3 separate regions of the Mus musculus genome follow, and all the other regions are linked to region 1. The links are chromatin contacts, called in public HiChIP or PLAC-seq and promoter capture Hi-C maps. All regions are on one chromosome and are shown on one strand. The core of a region is the stretch at or near the end of the contact, and the rest is flanking DNA. Distances in the headings are between cores, read along the strand shown.

The links. Promoter capture Hi-C pulls out the DNA fragments that hold promoters and counts their contacts. HiChIP or PLAC-seq counts read pairs in DNA pulled down with a chosen protein or histone mark.
Region 2: a promoter capture Hi-C map of stem cell-derived epiblast-like cells shows a contact between it and region 1, with 5 times the contacts expected there. The contact joins the enhancer-like site here to the promoter of Eva1c in region 1. A contact is called at or near these places in 17 of 39 promoter capture datasets (3T3-L1-derived adipocytes, the C10 cell line, HPC-7-derived erythroid cells and 11 more), 12 of 115 datasets of contacts at active chromatin or transcription factors (VIP interneurons, astrocytes, bone marrow-derived macrophages and 5 more) and 2 of 9 other capture datasets (adipose tissue and embryonic stem cells).
Region 3: an H3K4me3 HiChIP or PLAC-seq map of embryonic basal ganglia shows a contact between it and region 1, with 5 times the contacts expected there. The contact joins the enhancer-like site here to the promoter of Eva1c in region 1. A contact is called at or near these places in 5 of 39 promoter capture datasets (cranial neural crest, embryonic stem cells, frontonasal cranial neural crest and 1 more), 5 of 115 datasets of contacts at active chromatin or transcription factors (embryonic basal ganglia, embryonic forebrain, embryonic midbrain and 1 more) and 1 of 9 other capture datasets (embryonic stem cells).

The regions. Positions count from the first base shown.
Region 1 is chr16:90,828,923-90,833,289 of GRCm38.p6, forward strand. It overlaps Eva1c (eva-1 homolog C (C. elegans)), which reads left to right and starts at 1,937. Exons shown (of 8, transcript NM_001199210.2): 1 at 1,937-2,510. The coding sequence starts at 2,351.
Region 2 is chr16:90,329,306-90,333,672 of GRCm38.p6, forward strand. No RefSeq gene overlaps it. Among named protein-coding and RNA genes, the nearest start is that of Scaf4, 47 kb to the left of the region's middle. Within about 2 kb of position 1,871, at least 8 of the 459 cell types and tissues checked have an H3K27ac peak or open chromatin away from gene starts, as enhancers often do.
Region 3 is chr16:90,347,699-90,352,065 of GRCm38.p6, forward strand. No RefSeq gene overlaps it. Among named protein-coding and RNA genes, the nearest start is that of Hunk, 37 kb to the right of the region's middle. Within about 2 kb of position 2,248, at least 76 of the 459 cell types and tissues checked have an H3K27ac peak or open chromatin away from gene starts, as enhancers often do. A contact at or near this core is called in embryonic basal ganglia, where this site is marked.

The DNA.
Region 1 (4,367 bases), core at 687-3,186:
ACTGCAAAAACAGTCAATGCTCTTAACCACTGAGCATCTCTTCAGCTCAGGTTTCTCTTTCCAAGATCACACACCTCCAGATCACTGGTCTTGTTGGCTCGAATGTTGTAGTCAACTCTTCCTGTCTTTTCCATCTGTCTAATGATAAACATTTCCCTAATGTCTACACTCCCCGCCCCCAGCCTGCCTCTCACTCTCCTGTGCTCTTTAAGCTCCTTGTCTTTTGTGAGGATTCATTCACTTGGTGTGGTTGGTCCAAGGTCTTGTCTTCCCTGGTATAGTGATGACTCCCGTGGACCGAATACCTTCTGTGTGTCTCAGGCTGTTTCACACACATCTCCTGCATCACCTGGTCACAGCCTGACAATATGGACGCATGGAGATGCACTCACAGTGTCAGAGACATCTGGAAGCTTCTACAGCCCCAACAGCACAATGCTGCCTGCCCCCATCCCTCAGGGAGCACGGTTCCCTTACTGGGCCCGCATCTTCATGCCCTGCCAAAGAACCTGACACACACTGGTAGCCAATCTAGATCTAGATGAGGGGATAAGATAGACGAATAGGAGGGACCCGAGGTCTGCACACTCTTTCTCCAGTGGTCTTTGTGAATTGAGCAACCTTACCTACTCTTCCAGCCTTAGTTTACCCAACATAAGACGTTCATATTAAACTTATATCCCATGATTATTGAGGCTGTGTTTTTAAAAAAGATTGTGTGTGTGTGGGGGGGGGGGCAGAGTAGAGTTCGAGTTCGTGGGTCCCCTGAGAGAGATTCAGGGTGGTTGCAAGCTGCCAGCGCTGGGTGCTGGAATCTGAACTAGTGTCCTCTGGAAAAGCAGCAAGTTCTATTAACCGCTGAGCCATCTCTCCAGCCCAAGGCTATGCAAACTGGGTCTCTCCATACAAACACCAGTATTTAGCATTTTCTTCCCACCCTCAGGATCTCAATTTGGGCGACCTAGCCCCCCGAAGGATGTGTGGCTGTCATCCTCCTAGAATCTAGTGGTCCAGCTCTGAGACAGTGCCACAGGGAGGCAGAGTGTCCTCTTGTTCTGCTGGCCTGGCCTCCGCACTCTGAGCTCTGCTCCCAGAGCAGGGCGGGGCTGGAAGCCTAGACCCGCCCTTGGGCCTCATTATCTACGTTTCCGCGTCAGGCGCGCTGGGTGAACTTGGCAAGCCCTCCCGGCGGTGGATGGGGAACACTTTGTGCCGAGCGCCCGCCCGCCCGCCGGGCCCTCCTCCTTCCCACCGGCGCCGCGGGGCCTGGACGCCTGCGCTGTTCTTAGGTCTGGGGTCTCTCGAGTGCCTAGCACCTGGCCCCGCAGCTCTGGACTCCCGCTCATCGTCCCTGGTGTCATCACCGATCTATTGGTCTACGGGTGTCCAAATGCGTAGACACCGCACGTAGTCAACAGGGTCATATAGATGCCGTGGCCCATTTTAAAACAAAGCTCAATTATAAGCGCTCAGCCGCTGTTTATTCCAGCCCAGTTTCAGATCCCCGAGGGCTGCTGTCAACTAGCACCCACAGGAAGCTCCATCCGAGCAAAAGGAACCTGGCTCGGAGCCTCGTGACTGGTTTGAGACTACCAGCTCCCTCAGGTCCGGACTGCTAGAGCCTAGGCAGATTTCTATGGTGGGCAGAAAGTTGAGGACCCAGTCTCCCATTCAGTGCGATCAGACGTACTGCGTGCTTGGTGGCTGAACAACAAGCGCTGAAGGTGGCAGAGACGGTAATGTCTCTATCTCCGGGACCTCACCTCCCACCCCCCTTCCCACGATCTCCGCTCCCCTCTAGCCAGGGCTGTACGCTGCTGCCTTGGTTCTAAAGTGCGTCACGGACGGGCACCAGCCGCGCTGCTCCACCGGCCTGGGTGAGGTTGGCGCCGAGCCAGCGCAAGCTGAGCCAGCAGCTCTTGACCATCACCCCGCCTAGAGACACCGGCGTGGAAAGCGCTCAAGCTGCGCAGCATCGGGTCGCTGCTGGAGACGCTCTCCGCTTTGGGCTCGGCGCCCCCGATCGGCCTCGGCCAAGCTCCGGAGCACGAGGTGACACCCCCTAAACTCCCTAGGCTGGCTCCCTAGGTTCATGGAGCCAGGAAGATTTCTTCTGAAGAAACTACGCCTCGGCCTCCCTGGGATCCTCGCCCCGCCCCGGGTCTCCGCCCCCTCCCCTTGGCTGGGGATCCCGGACCCGGCGGCGACCGCCTAAGAAGCTCCAGCAGCCTGGACAAGGAGGCGGCAGGGGGCCGGGAGCTGGTGGCTACAGACTCGCCCCGCCATGTGACGCGGTCCTCCTTGCCTGCGATCCCAGCGCCAGCGCCCGCGCCCAGCCGCGCCGCGCATCATGCTCCTGCCAGGACACCCGCGTCCACCACCCGCGCCCCAATCGGCGCAGAATCAGGGCCTCCGCAGGCAGGTAGAGCCTCCGGGGCAGCTTCTGCGCCTGTTCTACTGCACGGTCCTAGTGTGCTCCAAAGAGACCTCCGCGCTCACCGATTTCTCTGGTAAGAGCGCTCTTGCTTGCCTCGAGCCCGCGTTCCCCTAGCTGTTGCCCAGGTGAGTGGCCTCTGCATGGGGCACTACCTGGTTGGATTAAAGTTGAAGTGTTCTCCCTAACTAGTTATCTTGCCTCGTGGGAGCCCTTGGCATCTAGGTGGTGGTAGCAGGGAAGTCAGCCCTTATTAAGGCCGGGCTTATTTCGAGTTTCTCTAGGCTCTCTTGACTTTTGTTAGTTTCCTGGGCATCGGCGACGCAGCCCTGACCTTTGCATGTTCACCAGAGGACCCCTAAGCTGAGCCCGGACCCCTAAGCTGAGCCCGGACCCCTAAGCTGAGCCCGGACCCCTAAGCTGAGCCCGGACCCCTAAGCTGAGCCCGGTACCACGCCCAACTCTGGAAGATTGCCGTGGTCTGGACGAAGGGTTGCACTTGGCTGGCCACTCACACGATAAGGGTGCGTCCCAACCAGACTCCAGGGTACCCATGTAAGGAGACTTGTCCAGGGCACGTTGGACAGAAAGTCCAAGCCAGCCTCGAGGGGGGGAGCCTGGGAAGACTGGAGGTCTGGTGGAGATGCCCGGAGACTGATAGAAGCTGACAGAACAGAGACTGGACTCAGAGGCATGACTCTCCAACAAAAGGTGGCAGCACCCCCCCCCCAACACACACACACACACACACACACACACACACACACACACACACACGACTTTCTCCTGCCAAGTCAAAGATCAATGTGCTCTTTGGCGAATTCCTACCTGACCTCTGAGCAAAATACCTTAGCAAGGTGTGAGGCAAGGCTGCAGGTGGCAGTTAGTTGTGGGGATGGTTTTTAGAATCCATGCTCAAAGTGACAAATGTCTTTACCACTGCAACCGCCCCGGATCTCCATGTGCTCGGCATCTTTCTCCATCAACCCCAAGAAGCATCTATCTCTACCTACATCCTTTCTCTTGGGACCTTCTGCCTAGCTCAGGCTGGGCACAGACTCTAGCAACCCCCTTGCTACCGTTTTTTTTTTTTTTCTTTTCTTTTTCAGCATAATTGTGGTAAAGTCACCTGTCTGCTCCGCTCTGTTCTGCTCGTGTGACAGACTACTAGGCAAAGAAACTGGAAGTGCAGACTTGAGCTGGGTTTCTGGTTTGCTTACAGAGAATGTCATTCATTGTTAGCTGAGGTCAGAGGTTCTTTGCTTAGAATATTTAATATCAAGGCAGTGTTCTTGCCCGGCCAAGGAAGCCAAGATATGCCTGTTTGGCAAGCAAACCACAGTCCTTAAAACCAAGCTGCAGAGAATCAAAACTCTGGTAAATGTGCTGAGGAAATTCATCGGGTTTTTTTTTTTTCTAAGCACTGTGAACTTTTTTCTTTTTCTGTGACAGAACTTTCTTGGCTTCCAGAAACTTTCTGTGTTTGCTGATTTAAGCTGTAGCGAGCAGCTCCGAGTTCAGCCACTCTCTTGCCCTGATTATTGTAAGGAAAGAATTAAAAGCCGACAACCACCCTCACCCCCCCACCCCCATCCCATGACATCATTGCAACTGAACAAATATTGCTTTAGACAAATTGTAATGAAACTCCCCCACCGGCAGATTATAAACTCTTAAGAGTTTGTTTCTTGAGGGAAGCAGTTACAGTACTAACAGTGTGCAGTTTACCACACGAGTCTGGAAATTAACTGTGCTTAGCACCTTGACATAGAGCAGATCTAATCTACAAACTGGGAGGCAGCATCCTGTGAGAAGCAGGTGCTTTGGCTCTTAAGTAGTGAGATTGATGGATGGCTTTTCCTGCTGTTTTCCATGGTTTCTAAGTCTCAGAGCCAACAGCAGGTGGTGGCATTGCCGGGCCATTTCAGCCTTC
Region 2 (4,367 bases), core at 621-3,120, 500 kb before region 1:
CCCAAATTAGGCGTCCCAAGGAAATTAAAAGGTGGTAATCTTAAACCCTTTATTACCTTCAGATAAAATCAGCCTGTGACTGAGTTACATGCACAACTATACAGCGATACGGGATTATTATAGTTGTGTAGCAGTCCCTACAGATTCTTAAAGATGGTGAGAGTCTCAGGTTGGCCCAGGAGTCTGGGTGGACTGGACACAGGACTTAGAAAATTAAATCTGAGATGGTCCTGGACAAACTGGGAAAGTTGGTCACCATAGAGAATAATCAACTTAGGAGCAAGCACAGAAGAGGAGAGCTTTGTGGAGGAGGATGTCTGAGTGGGCGTTCAGCCTGGAAGAATGGATAGCCACCCAGAGTTAGGGAGCAGAGAGAATTCTAATTCAGACGCATGAGCCGCCCCAGAATTCCTGGCACTGTTTGCTTAAATCCAGGTATTTTAAACGTGGCGTGTTCTTAGCCATCACTTGGCGTGTTGCTACAGGAAGTGTGATGGAGCTAAGTGGTTCAGCTGCAAGCTGAAGCGGTAACAATTTCGACTCACACCCACCTCAGAATACAGGTTAATTAGCTGCTGTTTGCAGAAGCCTCAGGAGCAGGCAGCATGCCCCCCTCCCGGCCCCCCCTCAGATATTATTAGCCACTTAGCGACACCTTGAACGTGTTAAACCCTATTTCTGTACTTCTACCAGCCCTTGCTTCTTCAGACTTCTTTGAAATAGCAGTTCCTGCAGATTTCAGCACAAGCGTCTCGCTAGAGCCAAAGGAACCACAGTGCCCATCATGTGTGTGACTTGGTTCCAAACCAACCCCAGGGCTGCAGGACCATCTTCCAAACACACAAGCCACAGTCTTGTTGAAAGGTTGTTGCATCTTCTCTCTGTGAAATAGTCATAGATACCTTTTACATACATTGCTCATGTGTCCTTTTTTAAAATATACATATATGTAACACCATAGATCAGGTGATAGGTGGTCACAAGATATCAAGTACCATTTATCTTTGTGTGTGTGTGTGCCCACATGTATGCATGCATGCGTGCATATGAGTGGTGTACTTGTGGGTATATAGAAGCTAGAGAATGACACCTGGCAAAACCAGAACACTATACAGTCTTCAGAAAGACAGCTTGGGGCCTCTCTCCTGACACCTCTAGGCACATGCACTGTGTCCTTTAGCTATGGAGAGTGTCCCCAGTCACCTTCAATATGAGCTATTCCTGTTAGGCTCCTGTACTAAGGCTTATTTGGCAGGTGATGGGCCTTTGTGAAGTCACTGGACTCTGAGGGATGTGACCTAGTTAGCAAATGATCAATCTGCTGATGAATTTGTTAGGAAGTGGTAGAGACTGGGAGGCAGGGTCTGTCTAGAGGAGCTAGGTCACAGCAACATGTGGCTGAAGAGTATGATTGCGTCTGGTGCCTTCTCATCTCTCCCTTTGCTTTATAGGCACTGCAAGGTGGGCATGTTCGCTCTACCATGGCCTGAAATCACTGGAGCCAAACGCTGGATGAACCATGAAAGAAACCTCTGAAGCTGAGCTCCCTCCCAGCAGACTTGAGACAATTGGCCTCTGGCCATTGGTTTTCTTTTGCTTTAGAAGTAGCGAGTCCTCTTGGTTGGAGGGAGCCTCCTTAGTGTCGACAGAGCTATCTGGTTATTTTTGCTTTCTTCTCTCTGTCCTTCATGGTCTTCTTTCATTTGAGTGGATGGAAAACCTCCTAATGATATCTTAAAATGTTGTTTTCCTCTCACACACTCAGCAGTCTGTATTTCCCTAACACTCGTTCGAAGATCAGAATACATCTCGATAGTCATGGTAGGCATTAGTCAGTTATGGGTTGGACCTGCCCGGTAGACGTTTCTGTCATCATGGAACTGTTCTCTGTTTCCACTGTCTACAGAAGCCACAGGCATCCTTGTGTGCTTCAGATATGACTAGTGCCAACAAGAAACCACAGTTTAAGTTTTATACAAATTAAAAATTTAGATGGCTCCATGCAGCCTGCAGTTGCGGTACAGGGCAGTACAATTATGTGACACATAGGTACTGTCTGCTTTCTCCTCCAGTTCCTGGTTGCAATGTCACCCAGGTCCACTCCTTCCCTGTCTCTAAGCTCCTTAATACCAAGGAAGTAAGCACTCAGCTCTGTGCCCTCTGGTTTCTGCGACTCTCAGACTCCTTTGCAGGTCGAGTGGGAGGGAGGGCTGGGCAAAGCTTGTAGAAACGTCAGCTACCCAGGTGAGAAAATTCCGGTTGCTTTGCATTCTCTTTATTGACACAATAGGGTTACCTGGTTCAGAGGAGGGCAACAGCTAAATCTTAAAATGAGACACCAGAGTCACAGGTGGATCACATTTCTATTTCATTTTAACGTGTGTTTAAACTAATATAAGCCATTAGAGTGGCGCCTACTTGAAAACAACATATTATCAACATTTTAGAAGAAAGCTTGTGGGAATGGTAAATACACAACCAGAAAATAATCCAAAGAACGAGCTCTGCATTTGCACAGAGGAGGGCAGCGAGCGCTGTTCTCAAGCCTCCAGCGGAGGCTCCATCTCTTTGGGATGGAATAAGCTGACCAGGACTCGGGATGAAGGGGAAGATTGGGAAAGGTGGTTTACACAATGGTGTCCCTGAGAGAACACTGGGATAGGGTGTTTCTCAGGCAGTGAAACACTTATTCTGTGAGCAGTCTTCAAAGTCAAGTTAGAAGTCCTGCGAAGAGGAGCTGCCTAGAGACAACAGTGCAGAGATGCCATGCATTGGGGAGGATCCAGGGTGGCCCAGTGGCATTGACGGTAAGGTAGAGGGTCTGCTTCAGAGTGGGTCAGATAGAGACTATGTAAGGGACAATTCTCCAGCTTGAAGGAAAGTCAAGAAGCCTGCTGATTTGGTTCCCAAGGGTCTCTCCTGGCTTCCTGGAATCTTATCGCCGTGCCTTCACACCAGAGAGAGAACTACGGTTCCTTCCTCCTCTTATAAGAATTGAGGATCCCACCCCCTGACCTTATGAAAGCTTCGACATGAATCTGGCCTGCTCACACCTTTGGGTCCCAGGGTTGCAGCATTCAGGACTGAAATAAATTTCTGTTAAGCCACCTGCTCTGATACATTGTGACAGTAGCCATAGCAGGCAGATGCTACCATTATTGTGATGTATCCATTAACCTTCCACACGGATGTCTATGCCCCCCCTATGTAGAATGTGACAGTCCTAAAGAGGCCTAGGCTGGTCAAAAAGAGAGGCTTGGGATTGAACATGGAGATGGGGACTCTGTGGGCTGGATGCTACGGATGGGAATATATGGCACCTAACAGATTGCACCCAGCAGCAAACAAGACCCAGGCCCCAGGAACAGGCTCTGTCTCAGGAGAAGCAGAACATTGCTCTTCTGAATAGATCCCACTGTGCCCCGAATGCATCACAAAAGGATGTGTGGGAACCATATCCTCTGATGTGACAGTACTGGGAAGGGAAGACTTACAGGAGGTGTCAGTGACAAGGACGTGACCCTCGTGAACAGACCACTGCCTGTTACAGAATGCTGGAGTCTGCCGATTAAGCTTGATGTCTCTGTTGTTCCTTTCCCCTCCTCTGTGTGATGTCTTCCCCTTCTCATGATGGCATCGAATACAAGTCCTTCCATCCTGGACCTTGTAGACTCCAGAAATGCACTAATTACATTTGCATTTGCTGCACATTATCCAGACTCCAGGGTTCTGTTATTGCAGTACAAATTGCACTAAGAGCCATCTAGCAAAATCCTCTCATTTATGTATGGCTGTCTACACGTGTAACTAAAGTGGGAGACTTGTTTAGTTTGTAAATTACAACTCAAATAAACTGTCACGCAAGGGAAACGAGCCATAGCAAAATAAATACAGAGTGGTCCAAGTAACGGAAGCTTCTGACTCCAGCAACTGCGGCACCATGTCACTTAGGAAGCGGGGATAACCCTGAAAAGATTTCAAGGGAGCAAGTGTAGAAACGTCAGGGTGTGTCAGCTCTCTGAAGCTTGGCTTACTGTGTGGAAGCTCCTCTCATGCTTCCTTTGGGATAGTTCACACAGTTCTTACTAATACCGTTGGATGCAGGATGGGTTTTAAAATAAATACGGCTGCGAGTGATAGCTTCAAGCCTGTAACCCTGACATTCAGAAGGCTGAGGTGGGAGGAGGCTGTGAATTCCAAGGCCAGCCTGGGCTACATAGTGAGTTCCAGGACAGCCTGGGCTACATAATAAGTACCAGGCCAGCCTGGCTTACATAGCAAGATAGTCTTTCAAGAAATAAAAACACCGAAACTAAACAAACAAGAAACCAAAAACCAAAAATAAAAACAAACCAACAAAAAACTCC
Region 3 (4,367 bases), core at 998-3,497, 480 kb before region 1:
TGTTATTACTATTTGTATCTGAACGCCTTTGGCCTTGCAGGATGGCAGCCGCTAACCCTGCATTAGATAAGGGGCCTCCAAGCTCACGGCATACCCTTAACCAATCTTGCAGTCCTTTGCTCTTTCTGGGTGTAATTGCTGCTCTGTATTCTTGAGTGGCTTGCTCATAAATCAACTGTTTCACTAAAGGCATTGCCTGTTCAGAGTCTCCAAAAATTCTGTCTGCTGCCTCTGTCATTCTAGCTACAAAGTCTGAGAATGACTCCTGAGGATTTTGTATAATTTTTGTCAAGTATCTTCCAGACTCTCCCTTTTTGGAAAGTGCCTTCCACGCCTTAATGGCAGCAGTGGAGATTTGATTGTATGCTCCCCAATCATAATTCGTCTGATTATTAGCATATTGCCCTTGTCCTGTTAATAATTCAAATGTCCAATTTCTCTGATTGCCTTCAGCAGTGGCATTGACTTTGGCCTGTGTCTGAGAAGCATCATGCCACAACGCTTTCCACTCCATATATTGCCCCATATTAGGGAGTGCAGCCTTCACTGTTGTCTGCCAGTCTCCTGGGGTCATGGCTAAAGTAGCAAATCTTTCAATTTGGGAGATAGTGAAGTTGGCACTAACTCCATAATTGCGAACCGACTCAGCAAGTTCTTTTATCTGAGTATACTCCACGGGGGCGTGTACTCGCCCTCCATCTGCAGCTTCAAAGACAGGAAATGCCTGATATAATTTTTTCTTTTCCTCCTTTGAAAGAAAAGAATCAGAATAAAATTTCTCCACATAAGGTGGAGGTGTATTGAGACTAGAAGGCCCAGAGGTGGCCTGTTCTGTGTCTCCAGTAACTTTTAATTTTTTCTCTGATTTCTTCACTCGCCTTTCCTCTGGATGGTATCTTTCTTTTTTATAATGAGCTGCCTCATAATGCGACTCCTCTTCCTCAGAGGAGCTAAGCTCATCTGCTTTTAAACTATCAAGCTTTAAAGCCTCTAGTTCCTTTACCGGATAAAGGCTTTTCCTTTTCTGAACTTTCTCCTTTTCCTTTTTCTCTCCCTGAGGACTTATCCTCAAATTTTTCACTTCCTCTGACTCAAGGTCTCTGGAAGGGCTTTTTACTTTGTGCACATTTTCCTTTTTTGGAGCTCCTAACCTTTCACACCATTCCGTTTCTGCCATGCTGTCCTGTGCTTCTTCTAATATTGCCTGCCCTGTTATTATTGCTGGACGGCATCTCTCATCCTCCAGACACGATCTCACCAGTTTCCATAATGGCATGGTCCCTGCCTTTAATTTCCCATTCTGTTGTTCCTTAGCTAAGTCTTCCCTTAATTTCTCCCAAGAGGAAAGAGTTAACGACCCTGAACACGCGTACCAAGGTGATATACGTTCTATTTCCTTAATGAACGTTTCTAAGGTTCTTGTAGAAACTTTTATCTCTCGCTGTTTTAAAACAGAGTGTAGAGCTGTAGTTACAGAATGTGAATTTCCCATACTGCTCCCTTATCTACGAGAGGCTTAAATATGAGACGAGCACTGCGGCTTATATACGTCCGTCTGACTGTGCTTCACAGCATTCAAAACTTTTTCTTTCAGCGCCACTTCTGGTGAGTGCAGGATCAAACCAGGAGAAATAGGGTTAACACAGCCAGCATGAGAACAAAAGGCTTTTAGTGCCACCTTCCAGTTAAGGGGAGGGATTAAGAAGGATCAGAGTTACTTACAAGGATTCAGCATGCTCTCGGAATTCCAAAATCCACCGTGGTTCTGAAATCTGCTCCGGTTGGTCGGAGGGTCTCCTCTAGGTGCCTGCGTTGTTAAGGCGTTTTTTCCCGGGTTTCAGCACCAAGTATCCCGAGCTTATCCCCGTCCCGCGGGAAATAAACACAGGACACACCAGATTCTTCCACGGTTAACTTTTACTTCTATATCATATTGAGGTAGACAAAGAAAGCTCAGAAAGTGTGTGGCTTAAATACTTTTGGTGACGTGTCTAAACTAGGACTGGTAGCAACACCCATGATCCTCATGCACCCTGGGGATAGGTTAAAGCCCCCAGGGGTTGGGCAAAAGCCTCGGAGATGGACTGGTGACTTTGGCTGGCTGTGCTCACGCAGCTGCGCACAATGAGGTTTAGCACCATCTAGTGGCGGCACGTAGATTGCAGCCCTTTACACTTACTGGCTTTCTCTCCATGTCTTACTCAGATTGCTTTCTTATACAATCCATGGCGGTAGCCACCAGCTCTGGGGGCGGCACCGCCCACAGTGGGCCGGGCCCTCCCACACCAATCATTAATCATGAAAATGCCCCCATAGACTTGCCTATAGGCCAATCTGACAGAGGCACTTTCTTTTTTCTTTCTCTTTTTAAGATTTATTAATTTATTTCACATGAATACACAGCAGCTGTCTTGAGACGCACCAGAAGAGGGCATTAGATCCCATTACAGATGGTTGTGAGCCACCTTATGGTTGCTGGGAATTGAACTCAGGACCTCTGAGAGAGCAGACAGCGCTCTTAACCTCTGAGGCACCTCTCCAGTCCTAGAGGCATTTTCTTAAGTGAGGTCTCTCTTCCCAGGTGACTATAGTTTGTGTCAAGCTGACAAAAATTAAGCAACAGAGACAGCACGCCATGCTATGTCAGCAGCTTCATGCATACTGCATTTTCTGCAACCTCCTCATTGCATGGAGGGGTCATGCTGAATCATTGCCCCACCCCCACCCCCAGCTCATGACATTCATTTCACTGTGTTCCCCTTGTTAGTTTACACTTTAGATAAATTGTGGCCATCTTACTGCATGTGAAGTGACATTGCATTATGGTTTTCGTATCTACTGCCTGAATAACAATAATATTGCAATCTTTCTGTGGGCTCTTTGGTTATTCGTGTAGCTCCTTTGGGCAGATGTCTGTTCCGTGCCACACCCATTTGAAAAAATCTGAGTTCTTTGTTGTTTGTGTTTGTGTTGTTGCAGGGCATCTGCCAGTGAAGGCTACCTGGACATGGGTTTGAGCAGACAGAAAGTTGATACGAGCCGCCAGTGACTAACTACACTGGGCGTTTGGGATCCCAGGGTCGCCCTGAGCCTTTCTCAGAGGGACTTTTAAGCCCACAAACCATATTCCGGGTTGACGTACTTCAGTTAACAGAAAGCAGAGGTACAGAAGCCAAAAAGCAAGGTTAGTACTTTTAGGGACTTTCCCCGGCTTTGACAGATTAGATTTTTGTTTTACTTTTGGCAGGTGGTGCTGAGTTTACGGCCAGAATGGCACTTCCATCATGGAGTCAGTTGTGCTAAGGTCTGGGGGCCTACTGGCTATCATGTGCCCTTGATATTAAAGTCACATCAGATGCATTTTCTTTTGTTATGTTGGTGGTCTTGTCTTTTACTTTTTTCACAAGGTTCTTTTACGGACAAACATTCTGACTTTGATCAAGCCACGCTCACCTGTTCTTTCTTTTGAGGTCTGTGCTTTTTGTGTCACATCGAAGAATCTGTTGCCAAATCTAAGGCCATAGATTTAGGCCGCCGATCATTTTGAGTTACTATTTCTGTGGTGTGACGTGAAGGCTGAACTTGGCTCTTTCTTGCGTGTGAAACTGGTTCACCGATTGCCGTCTATTAAAAACATTCTTTTCCTATTGAATGATCTTGACAGTCTTGGAAAATACCAGTCGGCCGCATAGAAATGGATTAGTTTTTGTATTTAAAATTGTATTTCCCTGGCCTCAACGTTTATTTTTATACCCATTGTTTTGGTTATTTTTATTTTGCCACATGCAAATTGGAAGGAATAAGTATTCTGTTATTGCTCAAAAATATAACTTGATTATCTAGACTCTCTAACAATTCTGTATAACTGTGAGGGCTTGGGTCCTCCCGCCCCTAAATACTTCAATAGGGCTTGTGCGTAAATTGCTTCATGCCCAACTCTTCTTTCTTTCTCAGACTATGCTACGACACTCGGTAAGGTTTCTTAGCTGATCTCACAGATGCCAACCCAGAAATCCCTTCCTCAGGAGGCTAAGCAACTGCTCAGCACCCCATTTGTGTTGAGTTTGGAGCCATTAAGCCGTTCAGATACTCAGGGTCGACCCTTTCTCCCAGAGCTGGCTGAGTACATCGTTAAAAGACAGCAGCATGGCTCTGTCGTACATTTGTTCCGGCCCAGAGGCCACACTTCTGAGCACAGTGTCTTAGAGAGCTGGTGAGTCAGTGCTCAACTGAGGAGCTGAAATTGGACCAGCTGGGGTTTGGAGGCTCGGCTGAAAAGCAGGCATGGAACTCAAGCTTAGCTTTCGAGCAACTTTCCCCCTTTCCGGGTGTGGGTGTATTTTTAGTACTTTTGTAGCTAAACATAT